Regions from separate parts of the Mus musculus genome. Here region 1 is linked to region 2. The links are chromatin contacts, called in public HiChIP or PLAC-seq maps. All regions are on one chromosome and are shown on one strand. Each heading gives the region's core, a stretch centred on a gene start, on an enhancer-like site or on the middle of the called end of the contact. The rest is flanking DNA. Distances are from core to core; before and after follow the strand shown.

Evidence for each region. HiChIP or PLAC-seq counts read pairs in DNA pulled down with a chosen protein or histone mark.
Region 1: a contact with region 2 is called in an H3K4me3 HiChIP or PLAC-seq map of intestinal crypt epithelium, with 5 read pairs. The contact joins the enhancer-like site here to the promoter of Far2 in region 2. A contact is called at or near these places in 1 of 39 promoter capture datasets (macrophages), 1 of 484 Hi-C or Micro-C datasets (cerebral cortex), 4 of 115 datasets of contacts at active chromatin or transcription factors (embryonic stem cells, intestinal crypt epithelium and neural progenitor cells) and 3 of 9 other capture datasets (adipose tissue, liver and pancreatic islet).

What each region holds. Positions count from the first base shown.
Region 1 is chr6:148,089,364-148,095,918 of GRCm38.p6, forward strand. The region is part of intron 1 of Far2 (fatty acyl CoA reductase 2); the gene reads left to right. Among named protein-coding and RNA genes, the nearest start is that of Far2os1, 25 kb to the left of the region's middle. Within about 2 kb of position 3,943, at least 4 of the 459 cell types and tissues checked have an H3K27ac peak or open chromatin away from gene starts, as enhancers often do. A contact at or near this core is called in adipose tissue and intestinal crypt epithelium, where this site is marked.
Region 2 is chr6:148,043,311-148,050,043 of GRCm38.p6, forward strand. It overlaps Far2 (fatty acyl CoA reductase 2), which reads left to right and starts at 4,106. Exons shown (of 12, transcript NM_001347516.1): 1 at 4,106-4,202.

The DNA.
Region 1 (6,555 bases), core at 2,693-5,192, 46 kb after region 2:
TTGGGATGCTATAGTGTGTTTGTGTGTCCTTCACTGACATTATAGAAAGTCATCACAATGTTGTCTGTACTGTTTTTTGTGAAATTTCATATGGGATGATGAGGATTTGCGGAGGTGAGGCAATGTGAGTGGCTGCGCACTTCAGAGCAGAGGTTACTCTAGAGGAGCTCTGGTTGTCTGACACTCAGCCCCTGCTATCCCTGGAGTAAAAATGAGTTTTGTCATAAAGCTCTTGTCTTTGGTTTGCATGACTGCTTCCCACCCTCTCCCTGTTCTGATATTGGACTCAGGCCTCACACATGTGTATAGATTATATTATATGCATTAGTAATTAACTCCAGTTACCAAGAACGCACGGGTGTCACATTAGGGAACAAAATAAAAGCAGTTCTCCTAGGAACCATTCACGCAAGAGCAAGTTCAGATTTGAATTCTCTACCTCATGCTCTTCCTGTGTCTTCCATCTCCTGTCTCCTGCATGAGTCTGAATCTGTGCCTCTTCTGTCCTTGTGTGTCCATTCTGTCTGTGTATGTGTGTGTGTACATGAGTGAGCTGTGTAACTATCAGTGTGTGCTGTGTATCTGATCCTAACAGAAGGCTTTGCTCTGTATTGGACAGTACAGACCCCAACACATGGAAATGGAATGGATACTTTTCAGAAACCCTTAACAATTTTACAAGGAGTTAAATCACCAGCTCCAGCTGATCCAGATAACAAACATCATTGTTTATAAATCAGTATCATAAGTGGAAGCTTTCAAGCTTTGTAGTAGATTTTAGGAAGTTGTCTCAACTTTTACAATTGTAGCTTTCACTAAATGATTGATATACATGAATGTTCTGGTCAGGGGCATGGAAGAGCAGATAACTTAAGATACTGTTCTCCATTAGTTTAGATCATAAAAGTTGACAATATAGGAAGTCCTAAGCAATAAAATTTGGTTGTTATGTGAGTCTCTTAAAATCAGGTTAAAACAGTCTGAGCATACAGTAGGCTAGCTGTCTTTAGTGACTTTAAGGTATATGACTAACTCTGGCTGTGAGGTCCAGCAAAAGTTCTAGTCTCTGTAGAAGATATTTCCAGAATATTAAATACACTCCACCCCTCCTTTTAATTGTTGAGTCAGATCTCACCACACTATGCAGATTGGCCTCAGATTGTCTCCGTAATAAGCCAGACTGGCTCTGAACTTGGCATTCACCTGCCTCAGATTTCTGAGTAGCTAGGAGTACAGGCTTGAACCACCAGGCTCATTTTTGTAGACCACTATAAGTCAGGAATCATTACTTTAAATCAACACACATAAAATAAAATATAAAATAAAATAAAATAAAATAAAGGAGCTCTCAGTTCATAATATCTGTCTAATTTCCCAAAGAACAACAACCAATATCCTCTCTGAATCCTAATGAGTGAGAAGGGTCTCAAAATCACCCTGTGAATCCCAACATGATCCTCCTCTGAGGGCATCAAAGATTTCATCCTTGCCGTATTACTCCATGTACATAAAAAAAAAAAAAAAAAAAAAAAAAAAAAACCTGAGCCTCTGTACAGGAACAAAGGTTACACCTGCATAAGGTGTGTGGTAACCACCAGTCACTCAAAAATTGCACACAATTCTGAGTTCAGTGTCAGAGGTAAAGTGGTGTCTTTCATCAAGCCCCACAAAGAGAGGTCCTGCATCATCAGTAACTGAGAATTTGATAAACAGCCAGTGGATGCCTGTCAACTCTATTTTATATCTCTCCCCATTTCCAAAGAATAAGGTCCTCAGCAAAAGGCCTGGGCCACTAGGCATGACAGAAGATGAAAAGCTGGCCTGTGTCTAATACAGACATGAGCCTTGAGAGAAGCTCAGTGAAGAGCATAGCCGCTCTTGTAGAGAACAGAGATTTAGTTCCCAGCACCCACATGGTAGCTTGCAATCTTCAGTAACTCTAGTTCCAGGGGATCTGATACTTTTTTTTCTAACTTCTGTGGGCACCATGCACACATACATGCACACATGCTGGCAAAGAAACTCACAAAGTAAAACTTTAAAACCCAAAGACCAAATTCCACGGGCATGAGTTGGTTTCCCAGAGAGATGCTGAAGGAGGTGCTTTTTCACTGGCTTTTCCTTAAATTGGTGTGAAGCCAACCTCAGAGAACATGAGGCCTGTGAGGACTTGAAATGTACAGCCTTGTGAAGGAGTTACAGCAGCTTGAGGAAATGGCTCCCAGGAAGACACAGCTCTGTGTAAACATGGGCCCCCACCCCCCACCCCCCTCCACCACCCCCCACCCCTCTGAGAGGACATGACCCTATTCTCTCATTGTAATTGATACTACAATGAGACCACTGACAAAAATGTCATAAAAATAAACAATGAAAATTCCCGCACATTTTATGGAGGAACTAACACACACACACACTAAGGAGTCACTTGGACATAAAACATAAAAAGGGGTGCCTAGGATGTGTTGTTCAGCTGCTGAGATCTGCAGAACAAAACACAAGAGTTTTTCTTATTATTTTATGTGTCTAAGAGGTTTTCTTGTATGTATGCATGTATGTGCATCACATATATACATGTGCAGAGCCAGCAGAGGCCAAAAGAAGGTCTCAAATACCCTGAAACTGAAGTTACAGATGATTGTGAATCACCATTTAGGTGTCAGGAACCCAACCTGGGTCCTCTGAAAGAGCAGCAGGTGATCTTCGCCTCAGAGCCATCTCCAACCCAGGAAAGTGTTTTGAGGAGAATATGCTCGATAGAGTAGCAATGCACATCTGAAGCTGAGACAGCAGCATTGCCATCAGTGTGTTTTGCGTGAAATATTAAGAAAGCAATCCATGCTACGCCAGCCAGACACCATCAGGCAGGCCAGCCTGTTCTCATCTTTGCAGACTCTCTAACCCTGAGCTCTGAAATCTCTCCACCCAATTTGTTAAGTTCCCATGGAGGGCCATTGCCATGCCAGCCCCACGCTTTCAAATTTCTAAGGCCTTTTGGGCCACGCTTTGCCACTGTACCTTTCTCTCTGGAACCCAGTTGAGTTGCTGCGTGAAGGGAAACACCACACAAACTTAGTTCAGAATTAACAGGTAACTCAAGCACTGGGTGCAGCAACTAGCATCCTAGTCTCTAAGCCATTCTAAGTTAAATCCTCCGGTAGCAGATCCCAACAGATCTGCCACCTGAACTGGGAGCCTCCACTACCTACATTTTGGTCTCCACCTGCCCTTTGGGCAGTCTCCTCCTTCTGCTCCCCCCCCCCCCACTTCATCTCTCTGACCTGGAAGTCCTGCCTACTCCTCACCCAGTTATTGGTCCCCTGAAATCTTTATTTATTAGGGGAACGTTCTCCTGAAGTCACTTGAGTATGTGATTCATGCATTATCCCAGGCAACCCCTCTTGGGGAAGTGGAATTAGCATCAAAATACAATTAGCACCAGGGCTATCCACAACAAGTGTGAGGCCAGGCTGGTTTCTAGAATGAGCACCAGCCTGGGCTACAATGCAACTGTCTCAAAGCAATCGAAAGAAAACCAAATGGGTTCTGGGCAGAGGGAGCAGCAGATGCTTTGACCCCAAGGTGAGATGAAGTTCTGCACCTAGCGAGCCACCTGCTTTGACTAGGTCTTTCCTGACAGACACTATCTGAGGATTTGTTATCAACTGCAGTGATTACACATAGTTATCACATTATGCTATAAAGAAATCTGAAATTCTGGGTTGAATGGGTTCATAAAACCTCCGCTTCCCAACCCCCACTTAATTCACTCCATGGGTGGTTCTGGGGTGCCTTGCCTAGTACAATCTGGTCATTGTACTATGTGTGGATAATAAAGGTGCTGGTCCCTTCCAAAACCCAAGTCTTTGCAGAGGTCTTCAGAAGTTTCAGAGAGGTCTGTGGACTAGGAATGAAGCGTGCCCTCTGTTCTTGGCACAGCCTGTATCTAGTTAGTTCCCGGTCTCCGTGTGCTGCGTAAGCATTGGCTCCTTCACCCACTGATTCTAAGGCACAAGCAGCCACTTCGCAGTGATTACTGAATGATTATACCCGGAAAGCAAGGGTGAATGTGGTGTGCAGACCAGATCCATATGTGTAGCTTTCCCTGCTGTAGTCAGTATGGTCTGGCTAGATCAGGTGCAGACAAGACCCTCGGGAGAGTAGCAAAGGCTTCATGTGACCCCTGAACTCAAAAGAAATGGTTCTCATAGCCAGCCTAGAAGGGCCTCACACCAGGGAGCTTCCTTAAGGGCTAAAAGAAACTTGGGGTCTCAATGTCTCAGAAGTCCTGACTCCCAGACAACTGTGTCACATGGCTGTGGTTTAAATATCCAGATATTTAATGTTAAAAGGACCCAGAGATTATTTCTAACTTTAAAAGAAAATACTATGTTTAAATTTTTTCAATTGGAGACTACCCAGTATGAAAAGTTTAATATTCTGTTTACCAGGGGGTGAGGGGTGGGTTGTTGTTTTGTTTTGTTTTTGAGACAGGGTTTTGTATAACCCACACTACCTTAAATTCAGTATATAGCTGAAGATGACCTTAAATGTCTGATGCCCCTGTTTCCACCTTCCAGGTGCCAGGATCACAGGAGTAGAGCACCATTCCCAGCTAAAAGCTTATTTTCAAAATGAGAACTCTGATTTTGGTCAGAGGCATGGTGTTACTGACCCCATCTCTAAGGAGTGACTCTCTAACAGGGGCAGGCATTCTGACTGAAGCGTCCCAGTTCCTTACTGGGATTCCTAGTGAGTAGACCATCTAGGAGTGACGTGTTTCTAAGACAGCTTGCTCCCAAAGGGGTGCTCCCCTACCGCTCCACCTGACTCACTACTCAGGTTATCCGTAATCATCGCCCCTGTGTAGAACTGAACTGCGCACTTTGGGTCTTGTCTCATGCTGGTTTCGGCTGCTGATGTGTTCCCATCATGTGTCACATCAAAAGCAATTAAGACGCTGTGTCTAAGAGAGGCACTAACATTACCTGACACAGGTGTTTAGCTCTTTGAGATGGACTGGGAAACTGCTGGTGCTTCCTAACAGTTGGCTTGCATTCAACCTGGCAAGCGGCCTCAGACCCCAAGAGCCATGCTACAGCCTCACAGGGCATGCGACTTTCCCATAATGGTCCTCTATGACAGTCTTGAGTAAAATTATGGTCTGGTTCCACTTCCAGGCTTCTGGCTCCTGTCCAGTAATCAAAGTGTTTGCTGCCTCTGAGTTAAATGGAAGGTTCCTTGGGATCCAACTTGAATATCTCCCATACTTTTGGTGTGTGTGTGTGTGTGTGTGTGTGTGTGTGTGTGTGTGTGTGTGTGTGTGCACGTGTGTTCATGTATGTCCACCTGTGTAGAAGTATACATACTCATGTTTGTAAGTATGTGGAGAAGCAGAACTCAATGTTGGATGTTTTTCCCAATCTCTCTACCTTATTTTCTAAGACAGGATCTCTCCCTGAACCTAAAGCTCACCTATTTGCCAGCCTGGCTGGCCATCAAACTCCAGGGCTCCTGAAGTTTGTATGTCCCAGAGCTGAAATTACAGATGTGTACCCTGATTTTACATGTGTACTGGGGGTCTGGACTCTGGTCATGTTTTCTTGGCAGGTAGTTTATTGGATGCGTCATCTCCTCAGTTTTGTTGAGTCTTTTTGAGACAGTGTCTCAACATGTAGCTCAGGTTGACTTTGAACTCTTGACTCTCCTACGTCAGCCTCTCTTGAGATCTTACAGGCATAAGCCAAAACACTGAGATGACTTCTCTCTTTCCTTGGGGTAATAAGGCACACTGACATTTGGATGGAAAGTATATGAAGTCTTGTGCCAGGAAGAGCAAAGGACAGAGAGGAAAACTAGCATAAGAAGCTGGTAACTACACAGAGCGCTGCTACAGAAGCTGTACTGCCATGGGTGTGGTGACACCTGGTGGGGCACAGTGTCTCAAGCTCACCATGGGCCAAGAGGACCTAAGATAAATCAGTGACTCTCAGTCATCCCTGAATGTGAGGGCCATCTGGGAGAGGTTTTTTAAGTGCTGAAATGGGGCCACACAGGAAGGCACAGGAAAGTTGTGGTGATTTGGGGGTTAGGAAGAGAACTTCTAGGAAACCAAACTTGTTTGGTCATGGCAAAAAAACCATGGTGTCAAGGAGAACAAGGGAAGGCAGAAGGTAGGTTTTATCTAATTATTACAAGGCCTAGTAGGCCTGGCCAAGGGGTTTTAGAAACTGCCTGGTCATGCACTGCCAGGGTTGCTTTCTCTGACATCTAGAAAATCCCAGATTTAATGTCTCCTACCACTTCCTTCTTCCCACTTCTGCCTCCTGAATTGGAACCTCAGTTTAACATAAAGTAAGTGTAGACTCCTGCCAAGACCTCATTGGGTCCTTCTTCTTCTCCCGGACATAAACACTGAGAAGTAGCACAGTGACATCAGCCATTCCAGCCACCTATGTAATTCTTCCAACTGAAAACTTGAGTTCAAGCTCTAGAACCCACGGGATGGAAAGAGAGCTCTGATCCCTGAAACATTTCCTCTGACCTACAACACCC
Region 2 (6,733 bases), core at 2,856-5,355:
GATTTGCAGGGGGAATCTTTCCTTGCTGTGCCATTGGCTAGTGATGGACTCACAGAGAGGCAGAGGGAAAAAGGATCATTGCTTCCAGCTAGGAACCTACTTGTTACCCCAACAGGCTATAAGTATTCACTCTGATGGCTTTGGCTAAACTAAAGGGTCACAAAACAAACTTACAAGTGTGAATCTGGGGAGAGGGACAGTTGGGGATTAGAAGGGGGAGAGTGGGAAGCAGTGGAAGAGAAATGGGAAGGAGTGGGGAAAAAATCCTCAGAAACTGTCAAAAAACAAAATTAATCAGAAAAAAAAAAAAGATAAAAATTAGAGAACTGTTCAGCCCAACAGTGAGGAGAAGAACTTGTAGAGTCCACCTCCAGAAGAGAGACAGGGCATCAAGTGGAGGAATGAGGTTGCTGTCCCACAGTCAAATTCTCTGACTGAGAATTGTTCCTGTCTAAAAGAACTGCAGGGACAAAAATGGAGAAGAGATAAGAGAAAGGAGATCCATTGACGGGCCCAACTAAGATCCATCTCAAGGGGAGGCTTCAAGGCCTGACACTATTACTGATACTACGGTGTGCTTATAGATAGGAGTTTAGCAGGGCTGTCCTCCAAGAAGCCCAACAAGCAGCTGACTGAGACAAACTCAGATACTTACACCTAACCATTGGACTGAAGTCCCGGATTCCTGTGGTTGAATTAGAGAAAGGCTGGAAGAAGTTAAGGAGGAGAGTGACCCCATAGGAAGACCAGCAGTCTCAACACTAACCTGGACCCCTGAGATCTCTCAGACACTGAGCCACACCAACCAGGCAGCACACAGTAGCTGGTCTGAGCCCTCCAACAAATGTACAGCAGAGAACTGCCTGGTCTGGCTTCAGTAAGAGATGTGCCTAACCCTCAAGAGACTTTAGGCCCCAGGGAGTGGGGGAGGGGGTTGACCAGGGGAAGGGGTGGGAGACAGCCTCTTGAAGACAGGGGGAGGATGAATGAGATGAGGAACTGTGGGAGAGCAGACTGGGAGGAGGGCAACAACTAAATTGTAAAAAATTAAAAGTAGTAATAAAAAACAAGTTTATCATGAAAGTGTACCCTAGGAATTTCCTGGGACTGATAGAAATGTGAATGGCTTAAGCAACAGAATTTACTCTCTCACATTCCTAGAGTTTATAGAGCCACACTACCTTGAAAAGCTGTAGGAAGGTTTTTTGTTTGTTGGTTTTTGGCTCTTCAGCTTCTGGCCGCCATTTGCATTTCTTGGTCTCTTTGGTACCTGTGTCTAACCTCCCCTAGCCGTTCTGTTATACACTGCTGATTGGCCATTTGTCTTGGAGCCTTGCTATGTAGCTCAGGATGGTTCCACTGCAGAATCTCTAGGCACCTGGGCAGAGGCCCCATCTCAAGTCAGTCAAACACACAAGCTCCTTGCCTTACAAGGCCATATGCTTTTTCTAGGCCTCCATCCAGCCCACCAGTTGAAATGTGTTTACATCCTTATCAGGTGTGGAAGCATTACCCCCAGCACGTCCAAAACACAGAAAGAGACATATGAAGATATAGGCTGGCCATGGTGGCTAGTCCTGGTGTCAACTAGACTGCTTCTGGAATAATCTAAAATTCAAGTAGTTGGGCACACTTGTGAGGGATTGATTGGGTCATTTGAGTCGGGAAGACCCACCTCAAACCTTCTAGTGTCAGCTCACATAAAAAGACATGGAAGAAGAAAGCTTTTCTGCTTTTGTCTGCCTGACCTTACTCTTGCTAACAAGCTCATCTATCCTGATGCTGAGGCATTCCTTCGCTGGTGTTAGAACCTACTTCTTCAGATTACAACATAGACTTAAAACAAGCAGCTCCCCAGGAATCCTTGAGATTCCAGCACCAGATTAAGACTGCTGAGACAGACATCCAGCCTCGTGGACTGAACCAGACTCTTGGCCTTTGCATCAGGAGATGGCCATTATAAGGAGACAGTCATTATTAGACTAGCCTGACCATAGCCTATAAGCCACTCTAATAGATTGTGTCTGTGTCTGTCTCTATATGAGTGTCCTCTCTCTCTCTCTCTCTCTCTCTCTCTCTCTCTCTCTCTCTCTCTCTCTCTGTCAGCTCTGTTCCAGAGAACCCTGAAACACATGAACACATGGCTTTATATTTCTGCTCCCCACACTATCAGAGATTGCCAGAAGACCACTAGAAGTACTCAACAAGCAGCACAGAATAAACTCTCCTTCACACCCAATGTGGAATCAGCCCAGCAGACACCTGACCTTAGCCTTGCAGCCTGCAAAGTGCCAAAAGGATGCTGTCTCTGGTGTAAGCCACTCAGCCTACATGCTTCGCAATAGTGGTTCTTGCAGGCAGAACCCACCATACATATGAATACCATTCAATGATAATATTTAAGTTACTTTTCTTTTATTTTTTAATAATGCTGCATTCACCTATGGTTACTCCTCAGAAAGTGAGCCTTTTAATTTCTCACTTTACAAATAACCATAGTGAGCAATTAACTCTCCACACAATTCTTGTTTTGTGCATTCTTTTGGATATGCCCTAATAATAGAAATCTTTTATCAAAGGGTCTCAAAAAATAAAAAGGAAGTGTGTTGCTAAATTACTTTCCCAAAAGTTATAACCCTTGTGTTACCTATGTGACTAGGGGTTTTTGCATGTTTTATTTTGCAACATTCAGGGTTGAATCTGGGGCCTCATTGTGGTAGGCAAGAGTATCGTCCACCCCAGAACTACATTCTCAGCCCTATTTTTAATTTTTGAGTTGGGATCTTCATATTTTTAACCAAGCTGCTCTTGAACTTTCCAGGTAGCCCCCAGGGAGGCCTTGAACTTGCCACCCTCTTGGCCTAGCATACTGAAGAGCTGGGGTTGCAAGTGAAAGATTTCTATATCTTGTTACCATCATTTTCCTGGATCATTTCAAGTATACTCACAGAATTTGGGTCTGAGGACACATTCAGATATTTTCTCCAGTGGAGTGTGTGTGTGTGTAACTGCATGTTTGTCAAGTCCTGTTCTCTTCTCTTGCTTTTACATAGCCACCTATGTAAGACTATCTCTGGTTTACACTTCCCTTAACATACTTAATTAAACAGAGTCCAGAATCAGCAAATTCAAGAGAAGTGTGAGATTTTTTAATGGATGGAGTTCCTTGTTTCATTAATTTCAACTTTTCACGATTCAAAGTTGGTGTTTTTGTGTGCATATCACCTGTCATAATGAGATTCAGAATAATTTTGGGGCCATATTCCTTCCCACTTTCCTTAACTGACTATAAATTTGGAAGACTATCTTCCACATTGTGCAGAGAACTGAGGTGGGCGTTGGCCAGGTTTCCTCTCTGGTTGGGGGGAAATTTGCTCTCCCGCGGTCCATCATTCTATGACTTCCTGGCAGCTGGAGGGTTTCTGTCTAAAATTTACCAATAACTAAATATAAATAAAATAAAATTGTTAAAGCTACCAAGAGATGAAAGAAAGCGTTTCCTGGGGAAGTCCCAGAGATTTCCTCTGCCTGTTTCTCCCCTAGCATCCATGGTCTCTGCGCATCAGATAGCAAGAATCAGGTTTCTGCTCTCCACACCTCAAACCTCCCTGTTGCCTGCCCCCTCCCATCCCCCCAAAACACACACCTGCCACCCCTTGACTGTTTAAAAGCCCTTGAGCTGGCGCATCCCTGCCGAGCTCCTCTGCAGCTTCCATCCACCTGGCGTGTGGTGCGGAAGAGATGGATAAATGGGATCTGGAGTGCATTTTGCCAGTGCAATAGGAAGTGATCGCTCCTGCAATGAATCAAATCAGACTCTTTCTCTCTCTTCCCCTCCCTCCTTCCTTTGCTTTTCCAGACAGGGCGCCATCCCAGCTAACTTTCCCCTCACCCAACAATGCACACCAAGGGGGAACACACCCGAAGCCCAGGCGATGCCATCCTCGGGGCCTGTGCGTCCGAGGCCCCGGCACTCCTCCCGCCCTGGCAGAGGCCTCGGCTGGGCGCCCAGCAGCGACCAGGAAGGTCGGAGGGAGGGTGCGCTCCTCCCGCCCCACACCCAGTTTCTGAGCCGGATATATAGAGAGTCACGTTTGGGAGCCGGGAGAGCAGAGGCGCGGTTCAGAAAAGCTCGAGTGCCTCCTTCATCTCCGGGAGGACCGTGACCACCAGCCGGCAAGTCAACCGCACTGAAGCAGCAGGTACCACAAGGAAGAGAGCGGGGCGGGGAGGCCAGAAGGTTAGGCTAGGGGGACCTGAGGACTGTGGCTGTAAAGCAGGCAGGCACTAGGAGAAAAGCGGTGGCCCTGCCTCGCGTCCCTGGCCACTCACAGTCCTCCAGAGTCCTGTAGGCTCTAGGTATCTCTGAGTCTGCTAGGTGAGATGCACAGCCATTGGAAAACTGGGAAGGGCTGAGCAAGGTGAACATGGGAACCTCTCAGTAGTAACTGGGGACCAAGGTACAGGGGTATCTGGCTGGTCCCACCCAAGCCTTCCTAGTTCAGGAGCTACTCCTAGAGACAGCATATATTTCCAGGCCACATGTACAATGCTCCCTTTTCATGTCCTCCCTTACCCACTAGCTCACCTCAGGCTGTGAGTATCCAGACCCTTACTTAGAGATTCTTCAGGGTCATAAACCCCAGGGTGAAGTAGGCTTCAGTGACCAAATAGGTCTGTCCCTGATCAGAAGTTTCTGACTTCCTCCAGTGACTTGGGCATCATGAAGAGAACAAGAGGGGTAGGTGTCAGGGCCTCCAGCTAGGACAGGTGGCTTAAGGAAGGCTGTTCACACACCTCTGGGGGTGAGATTGCAGTCAGTATAATTTATGCCCATCCTAAGAATGCCTTGCCCCTGTCAGGCTCCTGACCCCAGTCTCCTTCCTGTCTCCTTTTGGGGTAAGATAATGAACACTTTTTGTTCCATACATTATTTACCTACTGTTGAGCTATCGTGATTATTATCTCTTTATCTGTAAGACTCTGGCTACCTTTTGAGTCATGCCGAGTGAATGCTCCATCGTTTGTGAGCAAGGAACCAAGTGAGCAGGAAACTCAATAGGGTTGTGTGCTTCTGCTTGTTTGTGGCCGTCTCCAGAGTTTGACATTGCAAATGGAAGTGTAAGACTCAGCCTGTAGCCCCACAGTTTGTCTCTCTGCTTCTCCATCTATGTGATCTGGAGAGTTGACTTGGGGTCATAGTTATTCTAAGTCATAAAATAGGGCAAAGAGATTAAATAAATTTTAAGGCGTCTTATAAACTGCACAGGTATTCATTTCAGCAAACTTCACATCTTGGACTTTGGCAGTGTCTAGAGATAACCAAGAGGTTTCTCCTGACCAAACTTCAAGGACAGTGATTTCGTTCATAGTGTTTCTAAAGACCTGTGTCTTACTCTTTATTTCCTTTATTCTAAGGGCATCTTCCACTCCTATCTCAAGGGATTCCCCCCCGCCCCCATCACTCCAAATGGTAATATTAGGCTACAATTGTCTGTCAGAGAGAAGCAGGTCACAGTGTGCTGGTCAGCATCAACACCATCAGGGGAGGATTGGTGATGGTGAACTCCCCCAAGGAAACAAAATATGATCCAGCTTCTGAAGAGGGACTGCTTCAGAGGGGCTGAGAAGTCTGTGTGTATCACTTTGGTTTCTCAAGACCATAGACATTTTGAGGACTGCAGAGATGGTTCAGGGGTTAGAAGTCTTTGCTGCTTGTCTGAGTTAGAGTTACTATTGCTATGAAGAGATACATGACCACTGCGACTCTTATAAAGGGAAACATTTAATTGGGGCTGGCTTTCAGGCTCAGAGGTTTAGTCCATTATGGTCATGGCAGAAAACATGGCAGTGTGCAGGTAGACACAGTGCTGGTGAAGGAGCTGAGAGTTCTAAGTCTGGCCACAGGAAGGGAAAGTGACACTGGACCTGGCTTGAACACTTGAAACCCAAAGCTCACCCTCAGCGACACACTTCCTCCGTGGCCATACCTCCCAATCCCACTCCCTAAGCATTTCAAATATGAGTCTGTGGAAGCCGTTCTTATTCAAACCACCACACTGCTCTGGCACAGGACCTGAGTTTTCAATTCCTAGCACTTATGTGGTGGCTTACAACCATCCATAACTCCAGTTTTAGAGTATTCCCTCTTCTGGTCTGTCTGGGCACCTGGCATTATTGTCAGTATATGTGCATGCATGCAGGCAATGTACTCATACATATAACATAAAGAAATTTAGATAAATAAAAATGAAATGTTTTTAAAAAAAAAAGAATAGCAACATTTGATCAGCCTTAAGAATTCATGTTTCAATCCATTCATTCATTTTTTGACAGGGTGTCATGTAGCCCAGGCTGATCTTGAACTTGCTATGTAGCTTAAATTATCTTGAAAAAGATATATATATATAGTCACCTTCTTGCTTCTACTTCTGGAGTACTGACATTAAAGGCATGCATCACCATGCCCAGTTTATGCAGTGCTGAGGGTGAATCCAGGGCTTCTGTGCACTAGGCAAGCTTTCTCCCAGCCGAGCTGCATCTCCAGGCCCAAAAGATTTAACAAGCATCATTGCAAGAGGACCATACCAGAGACCACCAGCCTACTTGCTCCCACCAGCATGACCTGACGCTGGGGCTCTATGGGAACACTTACTAGTGGTAAGCATGCATATTTCATGTTTGTGTTGTTCACAGACCATTCTAAGTACCTGATTAAAAGGGATAGAATATG